2 separate regions of the Macaca mulatta genome follow, and region 1 is linked to region 2. A link is a contact called in public Hi-C data. All regions are on one chromosome and are shown on one strand. The core of a region is the stretch at or near the end of the contact, and the rest is flanking DNA. Distances in the headings are between cores, read along the strand shown. Region 1 holds the start of CTTNBP2NL (CTTNBP2 N-terminal like). Region 2 holds the start of CAPZA1 (capping actin protein of muscle Z-line subunit alpha 1).

Region 1 (5,749 bases), core at 2,811-5,310, 240 kb before region 2:
AGAGCATAGTAATTTTGAGGGTGCACTTTGGAATCAGATCTAAGTAAATATTCTGTGTTCATCACTTACGAATTCCATGACCTTTGACCTCTGTGTGCCTCAATTTCCTCACCTGCAAAAGGGGACTGTTAACATCTATCTCGTGGAATTCTTTTAAGGATGAAATGAGATGTCATATAAAAAATTGCATAATGCTTAGCACATAATTGAATAGCTTGATTAATGTATCTAGCATATATCATTATATTAAATCATAGGCTGAAATGATCTTTAGGAATTAGTCCACTACTTTCATGCCTTTTATCAATGAACTTAAATGGAGTTAAGTGAGAAGGCTACTTTGCCAAGTAAGTTTGTGTATCAGGTCGAATGGTGTCCCCCCAAAATTCATGTGCACCCATCTCACACTGTGAATTTATTTGGAAATAGGGTCTTCACAGATGTCATGAGTTCAGATGACATCATGGTGGATTAGAGTGGGCTCTAAGTACGACGTGAGTGGGTCCTTTATAAGAAGAGGAGAGGACATACAGAAACGCTGAGACATAGAGAGAAGAAGGCCATGTGAAGACAGAGGCAGAGATTGGGATGATGTAGTTACAAGCCAGTGATCACCGGGAACCACCAGAAGCCAGGTGAGAGAGACATGGGATGGAGCATCTCTCAGAGCCCCCAGAAGGAACCAACCTTGTCAACACCCTGTTATTTTTTTTTTTTTTTTTTTTTTTTGAGACGGAGCTTCGCTCTTTGTTGCCCAGGCTGGAGTGCAGTGGTACGATCTTGGCTCACTGCAACCTCCACCTCCTGGGTTCAAGCAATTTTCCTGCCTCAGCCTTCCAAGTAACTGGGATTACAGGCTCCTGCCACCACGCCCAGCTAATTTTTGTATTTTTAGTAGAGACGGGGTTTCACTATGTTGGCCAGGCTGGTCTGGAACTCCTGACCTCAGGTGATCCGCCCACCGCAGCCTCCCAAAGTGCTGGCACTACAGGGCTGAGCCACTGCACCTGGCCAACACCCTGATTTTGTACTTCTAGCCTCAAGAACTGAGACAGAACACATTTCTGTTGTTTTAAGCCACCCAGTTGAAAACTACTATAGTTGATGACAGAATGAGAACTAGACTCCAGATTTTTTAACCTCTAGTCTAGGCCTCTTTTACTTCATTGCTGCCTCCCCAAGCCAGCAACAAACATTTATGGAATACCTTCTTAGAAAGTTTACTTATTTGGAAAAAATCGACACAATCTGTAATTTTTAAGCACTTTAAGTTGTTGCCTGACACACAATAGGTATTTAATAAATATTTTACTGTCCAGTTGATAAAATGATAGACATTAAAATGTTATATTTTGTTATACAAATCTAAGATATTGTTATGAACCATTTTTTACCTCTGCATACACCTATGCACCAGACTCTAAATTTATTTACAAGGTTTGTATATTGAAGAATCCCAAGGCTCCATAACTCTCTCACTGCTACCGTCTCAAAGATACACGAGGTTCACAAGTCCTGCCTGTTCCCTACTTCTAGGGGTGAACAATTAAAAGGAAAGCAATCTGAACAGCCTTAGGACTCTGAATCCTACAAGGGTTGTTTTCATTTTTGCTGAGTCCATCTACACTCATTTAGGAACACGCAGAAGGGAAGCTAGGAAATCAGGGGAGCTGCCCATTGCTCTAAAGGAAGTAGGTCACAGGGCACTGCTCCCACCCACTCAGCCAGGGAAAAGAATGGGTGGTGGTGGGTTAACAGTTACAAAGGGAATGAGGGAAACTAGGGAGGACCTGCCGGGCATGGTGGCTCATGCCTGTAATCCCAGCCATTTTGGGAGGCCAAAGCGGGTGGATCACCTGAGGTCAGGAGTTCGAGATCAGCCTGGCCAACATGGCAAAACCCCATCTCTACTAAAAATACAAAAATTAGCGGGGCACAGTGACAGGTGCCTGTAATCCCAGCTTCTCGGGAGGCAGGAGGCGGAGGTTGTAGTGAGAGATTGCGCCATTGCACTCCAGTCTGCGAAAAGAAGCGAGACTCTGTCTCGAAAAAAAAACAAAAAACAAAAAACAAGGGAGGAGCTGATTCACTAGAACAACTCTTAGAGTGACTCAGAAGCTAGCAGAAAATAGCCTGTTCTCCCACATCTGCTTCATTGTCAGGCGATGAGGCACTTCCTCATTGCATACCCATAGGCAGAGCAAAGGGGAGGAGGAGGAAATGGGATTTTTCAAGTTCCTTTGCCTGTTCCAGCACCTAACACTCCATATTTGTAATCATTTCAGACATTTTATTTCCAGTCAGTATTTATTGAGTACCTACTCTGTGCCGGGCCCTTCATCTTACCTTTCAGATTGTCAGTGTTCAGAACACAAGGCATGATGCCTTTCTGAAGTTCGGTATATCCTACATCATTACACCAGATTCACTTATGCTGCTATTGAGCACCTCCACACATAGTCTTGCTGTCCTTCATGTATAGAGATGACCCTCCCAAGCCTAAAATCAACAGGGGGAGGCATGGAGCTTTCCTTCTGGCTCTAATGTTTGCTTTACAATCATCCACACCCATTTTTAGTCCACCATGTGAGAGCCAGTGTGAAGTGAGCAGAATATGGCATAAGTTTGGAGTCATACATCCTTACTGGAAATTATTTACTATTTACTAGCTCTATGACTTTATTTGACTTCTCTGAATCTCTATCTTCTCATCTGTAAATTGGACACAATGGTGTCTATCCTACACTGTAGGACAGATTTCTCATACAGTACTGAAGATGACATCAAATACCATTTAAATGAAAGTACATGGCACAGTGATAACATGATAAATACTCGTTTACTTCTTTCAGACTATAATCGCACAGACTGATCACATCCCTCGGTCAGACTGTAAACTGCATGGGGCAGGCGGCATCTGCCTTGAGGACTGTTTGCCTAGGCAAGTACTAGGTCCCTAATGCTGTCTTGCGAATTATAATTGCTAAGTTTAGGGATAATGTATTAAGTGTACTACATTATTTGTGCATTATAAATATTCGTCTCAAATATTTACTATATTGTATTTAAAATAATGTGGTTATCGTAAATGTAACCAGCTGAATCAATCTGTGAGCTGACAGCCATTCTGTGGAAATGGAATTCAGAAACTTTGACTTCAGGTAGGGATACAACTAGTTATACATCCACTCCCCTTTCTGAGTTACTCGGTCCTGCCTAAGACTTGCTGCCACCAAGATCTGCATTCCTGTGTTCACAAGGCAGACATTCCTTGCATCCTCTGTACTCTCCATTGTTTAACTTCACGGCAAACACCATTCCCCGCAATATAATGAGGCCAAGGACAGAAAAAAGTCGCCTCAGCTGGCAAGCATAGTGTGGAAAAACCTGCCACACAAATTTGCAATTATTCGACTTCTGCCTGGAAAGCAGGTCGGCTGGATTTATGTCCCCCAAAATTAGTATTCTCTTCTGTACAAACTGTGGTTGAGAGAAGGGTGATCTCCAGGTGTTTCATCTTTGCACCCTTGCTTGCAGCACCACGCCCACAGTCGCGTCCAGAAAAAAGAAAAAAAGGGGGGAGCAAGGAAGCCAGGTTTTCAACAACTAATTCATTCTAATGCAGACATCAAAGCCCACTTCATTTATTAACATTCTGGAAAAAATCCCAATCGATCAGGCCACCAGAGCCCTCCTTTCCTAAACTCCCCGTACAGTCAGGGAAAAGCACTAAGCACTAGCCACGGTCCTGCCCAGAAACCACGCAGAGGTGGAAAGTTGCAGACCAAGGGCCGGGAGGGGCACGAGCCCATCCTGAAGCCCGGGACCGAGGACGGCGCTTCCTCCCGGAAGTGACGCGAGCTCAATCCCAGCCTTGCTCTTCCCAAACAAAAGGGATCTTGGGGCCCCGGGAGGAGCCTGAATGACATTGGAGAAGCTCCGCCTCCAGCCGGCGCGGATTGGGGACAATGCTGGAGAAGCAAGGAGGCGATTGGCGCTGGTGAATGCCAATGCCCCCGCCGGGCGGCTGAGGGGGCGGGGCCTCTGCCGCTGTGGATGGGGAGTAGAGGCGGAGGGGAGCGGAGCCCGGTGCGTCGTGGAAAGGTAGGAACCACACTCCCTGGGGCTTGATGATGGCTGAGAGGCCGGGTTCTCAAGAGCAAAGCAAGTATAGGGGCACCGGTAGCTTCCCGCCGCTGTCCTAACGGCCTCTGGGCCCATCCCCTGAGGGGGCGGGGCCATCTCCTCCACCTCCCGGTATTCCCCGAGGAGGCGGCTCCTCATCCTTTGAGGGTCCTCACAGCTACTTTTTGTCCCTCGTCGATTCCCAGCTCCTCAGAAGGGGCTTCCCTCTGATACCCCTCATTCAAAGGCTCTTCCCACCCCGCACCTCAGCCTTGGAGGAGAGGACTCACAGGTACCGTACCGATTCTCTAGGCTGCCGCCCCCAACCCCGTTTTGCACCCCCGGAAGGCCAGACATCCCTCCCTACACCTGTCTCTGCTCTCCAGGGTGGGACTGGAGCTGCTTTCCTCCGTAAGATAAAATTAGTGTTTCCCAAAAAAGAGGGATGGGGCGAAGCAAAAATCAAAGACCGACCTAGACAGCCAGCTTTACCGAGGAAACGGCTTCTCCCACTTAAGTTCTTCCCATCCCCCATTCTCTGATGCTCAGTCTTCCTCCCGCCGCCCCTCACATCCTCTGGCCTCTTGTGAGGAGTCGAGAGCTCTCCTGTTTTGGGACTTCTTTGGACTCTGAAAGAGGGAGAACTAGGACCTCCTCTCCCTCGCCCTTTGTACCTTTCTTCTACTTTCTGTTCCTTCTGGGAGAACCCAGCCTCTAAGGGTTTCTTAGGTTTGAATTGCGTTTCATTTTTCCTTTTCCACCCTATTTCTTCTCTGAGAACTTGATGAAAAGCCATGTTATATTTCACAGTGAGGTGGGTGTGTTGGATATCTGCAGAGTTGGCTTTGTGTGGGCAGGAATGCAGTGTATGTTGCTTGACAGTCAATGAATAACACCATGTTTTCAAATGAAACAGTATACATAAGTAAATAAATAGCAGTGGATTAGGAATGAGTATATCCCAGTCTAGGATGGGCTGGTCCATTGCTCAGGGAGACTGCAGTTAACCTTGAAGGTATACTGCAGTTTGAAACAAAAGGCAGGAAGTGTTTGAAGAAAATTCAGGGTCAGTCATCTAGGCTTATGATTAATCTAGTCCTGTGTCCTTTGGTTACTCTCTAACCCCTTTTTTATAGTGTCTCCCCCGCCCCCAGGAAACATTCATGTATATTTTGATTGGTTTTACGATCATCTATCAAAATTTAGACGATGAAAAGTAATTTTTTAATCTCAGAGATCAAAGTAAATAAAGGCAAGGTGTTCTAGCTATTCATGTTTACCAAAAAGTGCCTCTAGTGTGCTCCTAAAGGTTTTGTCAAGTGGCCTTCATTTCAGCAGGTGCAAAGTGTTGATTTTGACCTCAAGTTAATGTCGTTGAATCCCCAGTAATCATCTATCGCTAGCACTTTTATATATTAAAATTTACCATATTTTTAGCATAGTTTTTTTTTTGCTTTCAATCTCAAGTCCACCTCCCCGCTGTCAACTATAGCCAAAGCTGATGGCAATGAAGTTCAAGGAGTTGGAATCACAGAGGGTGATTGTAATGACTGTTGTCTTTTACCTTCTTGATTAGACTTCCTGAGGGTAATTATTTTTGAATAGTTAGAATTGAAGGTTTCAG
Region 2 (5,856 bases), core at 1,218-3,717:
AGGAAACAGTGTATGTATTTGGCATATCAGCTAGAGAGGCAAAATGGCTCAAAGAGAAAAGCAACAAACAGAAATCTCCCTGACTTACTGAAATCCTGGAGCAGATTGTTCACTTCAAATAATTATCTCATAAGTACGGTGGGTTTTAGAAAGAAATAAAAATCTGGCCAGGTAGGATGGCTCACTCCCATAATCTTATAGTTTTGGGAAGCTAAGGCAGGAGGATCGCTGGTAGCCAGGAGTTCAAGACCAGCCTAGGCAAATAAAATAGACCCAGTCTCTATGCAAAATTTAAAACTCAGCTGGTCATGGTGGTGCACGCCTGTAGTTCCAGCTACTTGGAAGGCTGAGGCCAGAAGATCGCTTGAGCAAAAGAGTTCAAGGCTGCAGTGATCTTGCCACTGCACTCCAGCGTGGGTGACAGAGGGAGACTCTGTCTCACAAAAAATAAAAAAGAAAAAGTAAAAAAGCAAAATCTATAGTAATCAACTATTCTCATCTAAATGTATATGGTTAACATGTAGAAAAATAAATGACAAGTCGGCCGGGCGTGGTGGCTCACGCCTGTAATCCCACCACATTGGGAGGCCGAGGCAGGCGGATCACGAGGTCAGGAGATGGAGACCATTCTGGCTAACACGGTGAAACCCCATCTCTACTAAAAACACACACACACACAAATCAGCCAGGCGAGGTGGCGGCCGCCTGTAATCCCAGCTACTTGAGAGGCTGAGGCAGGAGAATGGCATGAACCCGGGAAGCGGACCTTGCAGTGAGCCGAGATCGCACCACTGCACTCCAGTCTGGGCGACAGAGCGAGACTCCGTCTCAAAAATAAATAAATAAATAAATAAATGACAAGTCAATCAGTAACACTGTGCATAGAAACCGCCGTTAAGCACTTCATTCACCTGTTACAGAGATGCCAACTTAGCTCTTCAGTTTAGCTTATTTTAGTGTGCTAGTTATATTTGAACTTGATACCTTACCCTCCAAAAAAGCCAAAATATTTCCGAACTTTACCTCACAGTCTTTCATGTTATCTCTGAACAGGAAAGGGGACATTCGCTACCTTCTGCTACAGAAAAATCAACCACTGTACTGAATCATATAACAGAAATACTTCTATCTTGTTCTGAGGTTGCTGCTCAGAGCTTGAGTGAAATATAATCACATGCTAAGGGGATCTGGGCCCTAAACACTTTATCCCGTCTACAACTAAAGAATAGTACAGTATATGAGAATCCATCAGGATCATCACTTCTTACATGTGTTAGTATTTTCAGCACAGACTACATAGCAAGTGTTCTACAGATGTCGAAAGAACTAGCAAACCGACAGTTGTTTGTGGCGCTCTCTCACTTCCTGTACTACATTACTCAAGATAAGCCTAAAAGAACAGACAAAAATATCACGACAACTATTTCTTAACAGAACTATTTTAAAACAAGAGAATCGTCAATTAAAATCATGCCATTTTCTTTCTCTGAAATCTTTAAATTACAGATGTGCTCATCTTTGTTGCCTGGATATGAGTTCTCTCAGCTGGGCGGCGAGACACTCAAAGCAGTGACTTTATGGGATCCTACCAGAGGCGGGGGAGCCAATATAAATTACGTATCCTAATCTGAGAATGCACCCTTCTGTCCTAATACCTGAAGCTTATAGCTTGTCAGGTGGCTTTTCCACGGAAAAACGAGGACATAAGAGAAAGGACGGACCTTAAGAGTTCTAGGGAGGAGCCGGTAGAGGCAGCAGGCTTGACAATCAACTGCAAGGTTGCAGTCCAAAAGAAAAAGAACCCACTTGATCGCTCATCATCGACTCCTCAGAGGCCCTCTAGGACTACCGAGAATCTCTTGCCCTTTGGCTCTTGCCCCCGACATCTCTCCTGGCCCCCCGCCCTGCCCCAGGAGGTCTGGTCCTCTCACCCGCTGCCAAATTCTCACACAGCCTCAAAGGGATCCTCAGAGCGTAAAGCAGCCCCAGCCCCGCCACTAACCACACCGAGACCCCAGTCCCCGCCAGCCCGGCTCGCAGTCGCTCCCTCCAGCCCAACGTCGGGTTTAGGCCGGGGACAGGTGCAGGAGACGCTCTAGCAGCCGCGGCTTCACCCGAGCCGCCACCGTCCGCCATCTTGCCGCTATCGCAGGAGCCAGGAGCTGGGAGGGGAGAAGGACAGGAAACCGGGAGTCGGGAATCCTGGGATAGTGGCGGACCTGAAGTTGGCCTCTCTGAAGGCTGAGTCCTGGGGAACCGGGACCGAGAAGATTTCGAAGGTGGAGGAGCGTGTCTCAAGATTGAGGATACCTATTCCTTTGTGGGGCAGGGAAGGGGCGGACAGCAGCGCCTGTTCTGGAGGAACTGGACTAAGATGTGACCCCAAAGTGAAGTATTACCGCTTCCAAACGAAATGAGGGTCACCTTTCACACCCCCGCCCCCCGGGGTTGGAAAAGCCACCGATCGTTCCAGCGGCCGAGCAGCTCTTAGAGCTTTGGATTCGGCTGTCGTGGAGATAACGGGTACCAGAAAAACTGCAAGAGCGACTTGGTCGGATGGAGGCCAGGAGCCAAGAATAATCGAAACACGCTGCCAGCACCCATTAGATGGATGGGAAATGAGTGTAACTCATTGGGAAAGATATTAGACTTTAAATCACCGAAGGCAAAGCCTACTTCCTGGGGCGCGGGCGCGGGCGCTGGCACTAGTAGACGTCACTCCCGCGCATAACTGACATGGCGCCCTCTTGGTCGGCGTTTCCGGGCGGGTCCTTCCGACGGCCCCCGCGGTGATTCCATCACTCGGCTTTCTTCCCGGCCTGCCTAGCGCCCACACCCGGGCTGGGCCAGAACAGCCCAAGATGGCCGACTTCGATGATCGTGTGTCGGATGAGGAGAAGGTAAGGGGTCCGCCTCTCTCTCTTACCTCCTCCCCCGACAGGGAACTGGGGCTCGGCCCGGCTGCGTTGGGAGCCTCGCAGTGTCCCCAGGAAAAAGAAGCTTCTTTGTCAATGCTGACATACGCTCTCCGCAGTCGGGACGCTTCCCTCTTACGGGGCTTTCCTCTGCCTCACGGTGGCCCCAGTTCCTCGTTCCTCGACTCTCCTTTTCTCTCAGGCCTGAGGCACAGCCCAGGGGCCTCCCTGCGAGGGAACAGACGTTTCCTTTATTAGATCGTGACTGTGGACTTTTTTCCTGTAATTTTGAGAGTGGGTGGTGGTTATGTTGCTACATATCAAAAAGCAGTTATTTTACCGCCTTTAGCAGTTGGTGCTAACCCCCATCCCCCCATTTGTAGATATAATTGGGGTTAGTTTAGGGCGAGTCACTTCCTGGTCAGGATGGCCTCTTCCTTTTTGCTCCTCCTTCCTCAGGAAGTGATTTTGCTGTCACGACTCCTCGACAAGGAGAGGTCCCAAATGTTGTCCACCTCACTACACATGCAGTACTTTTCTCAAGTACTGTCGCCTGTCTGATTCGCTATAATAAATCTGTGAGCCTCAGGGCATGTGCTTCACAATTTGAGCACTAGACTTTCCCTGTAGACACACCCTTTTAACGATAATTTTTGAAAATTTTGTTTCTTGTTAACAAATGTAGAATAGCTGATGGATTTTCTTAACCTCAAGAAAGATTTTCTGTAACAGATAATAAACTGCATGTTAACACGTTCAAGACTTGACAAAGCGTCCTGCCTTCTCTGGTGCTCCACTGTGGAGTCTTTGATTAGCTGAATTTGTCAGTGTGCAGTTTGTATACTTATTTCTTGAAAAGCGTTTTAAATACAAGAGCACATTCTAAGGTGGAATAACTTTTCTTCTGACATTTGCACAGTTTCATAACAGTTTTGTCAGGCTTTTCAGTAAGTACATGATTTTAGGGCACGTGGAACTTAGAATGACCTCACGAGACAACTTACTTACAAGAATTATGACATTTGTCTCCTGCTGTGGCTATTGGAAAATGTGTCCCCTTGAGTGCTCTGTAAATCTACCAGGGTGTTTTTTTAAATAAGAAGTTGGGATGGGGAGGGGACTGTTATGATCCATAAGTCCTCTGCACCGAATAACTTGATACATCATACCTACATATGGCATGCCATTTTGAAATGCTTAACAAGCCATTGAACAACAGCATTAGATTTTCTCTTATTTGGAAACTGATCTTCATACATAAGATTTAGGACAAAAACAAAGACATATATGAGCTTATGCTGGAAATCAATCTATAATAAATTGTTCTAAGGCAAATAGTTACTATTCAAATAAAATTAAGCAAAAATCCTGTTATAATACAAATCCTGTTACAACTAAACAAATTTTTTTTTTTTTTTTTTTGAAACGGAGTCTCGCTGGGCTCACTGCAACTTCCGCCTCCCGAGTTCAAATGATTCTCCTGCCTCAGCTTCCCAAGTAGCTGGGATTACAGGCACCCGCCAACACGTCAAGCTAATTTTTGTATTTCTTGTAGAGACTGAATTTCGTCTTGTTGCCCAGGCAGGTCTCAAACTCTTGGGCTCAAGTCCATCCGCCTCCGCCACTTAAGTGCTGGGTTTACAGGCGTAAGCCACCGCGCCCGGTCAAAATTCCACAAATAATTTAAATAATAAACTTTTAAGTTTATTGTGCCTACGTGATACACATTGACCAGTGTTGTTGGATTTTTGTCTTCGATACCAGGTTAGAATGCCTTTAATTAAACTTGGGAAAGTATATTTTTTAAAATGCCAATTAAGATGTCTTTAAATACTGGCAGTGTTTTAATAACATTAACGTGTTGGGTTTTTTTTGTTTTGTTTTGTTTTGAGTTGGAGTTTCGCTCTGTCACCCCGGGTGATGTGCAGTGGTGCGATCGCTGCAACCTCTGCCTCTCTGGTTCCAGCGATTCTCCTGCCTCAGCCTCTCGAGTAGCTAGGATTACAGGCGCCTGTCACCACGCCTGGCTAATTTTTTTGTATTGTTAGTAGAGACAGGGTTTCACTATGTTGGCCAGGCTGGTCTCCAACTCCTGACCTCGTGATCTGCCCGCCTTGGCTTCCCAAAGTGCTGGGATAACAGGCGTGAGCCACTGCGCCCGGCCAGTCTTGGTTTTTTTAATAGCAGATCTGTGACCAGTTTCGTCTTCTAGCATAGTTTTTTTGTTGCCAAATATATTTCAATATTGCTTTTTATCTTGGTTACATTTTCTAAAGGCAGTAAACCTTTAGAAAATTTGGTGATAATGAATGGACTCTAATTTCCTTATAAATATGTATGTAAAAGCTAGTAAAATCATCTATTCTCATAACTGCTGAAGTTTTTTTAATCACTTTGTAAAAAGGAAGTTGGGTTTTGTTACCTGAAATGGTCATGATGAGCTATCTAAATAAAACAGGAAGTTGAAAGTGTAGTAACTTTTAGAAATAAACGTTTTAGTTGTAGCTTTGAGTTCACAGTTTCTGAGAATGAACCTGAGCTCTTTAGTTACATGCTTAGCAAGACAAAGATACCATAATTAGGAAGCCTGAAATATGAGATGAATTACTTCTTTGGGTTCTTTTCATTGTCTGTTTTTTTTATTTCATTCAACATTTGTAAAACATAAAAGCAAAGATAATTTTCTGGAAAAAAGTGTGATTAGCATATTTTTTCCCTTTAGCCTAACTAGAAGAATATTTGTGTACAATTTCAAAAGTATGGTAATTGAGAAGTTATGCTTTCAGTTTAGACTAATGCTTTCAGTAATAAGGTGACGTTTTCAGTATTAAGAAAAACTACATGCTTTCAGTTTAGACAACGGTAGTGGTTTTAAGGCATTTTTGAGAATCAAGTTTATCAGAATTATTTAGTAGAGCTGTAGAAAATGCTGTAAATAGAT

The links. A called contact is a pair of places that touch in the nucleus more often than the background predicts.
Region 1: a Hi-C map of fetal cortex germinal zone shows a contact between it and region 2, with 2.3 times the contacts expected there. The contact joins the promoter of CTTNBP2NL here to the promoter of CAPZA1 in region 2. A contact is called at or near these places in 2 of 14 Hi-C or Micro-C datasets (fetal cortex germinal zone and fetal cortical plate).

What each region holds. Positions count from the first base shown.
Region 1 is chr1:127,872,756-127,878,504 of T2T-MMU8v2.0, reverse strand. CTTNBP2NL (CTTNBP2 N-terminal like) reads left to right here and starts at 4,060. Exons shown (of 6, transcript NM_001257547.1): 1 at 4,060-4,104.
Region 2 is chr1:127,634,321-127,640,176 of T2T-MMU8v2.0, reverse strand. It overlaps CAPZA1 (capping actin protein of muscle Z-line subunit alpha 1), which reads left to right and starts at 2,467. Exons shown (of 10, transcript NM_001261214.1): 1 at 2,467-2,900. The coding sequence starts at 2,862. It overlaps ST7L (suppression of tumorigenicity 7 like), which reads right to left and starts at 3,291. Exons shown (of 15, transcript XM_015148385.3): 1 at 2,927-3,291.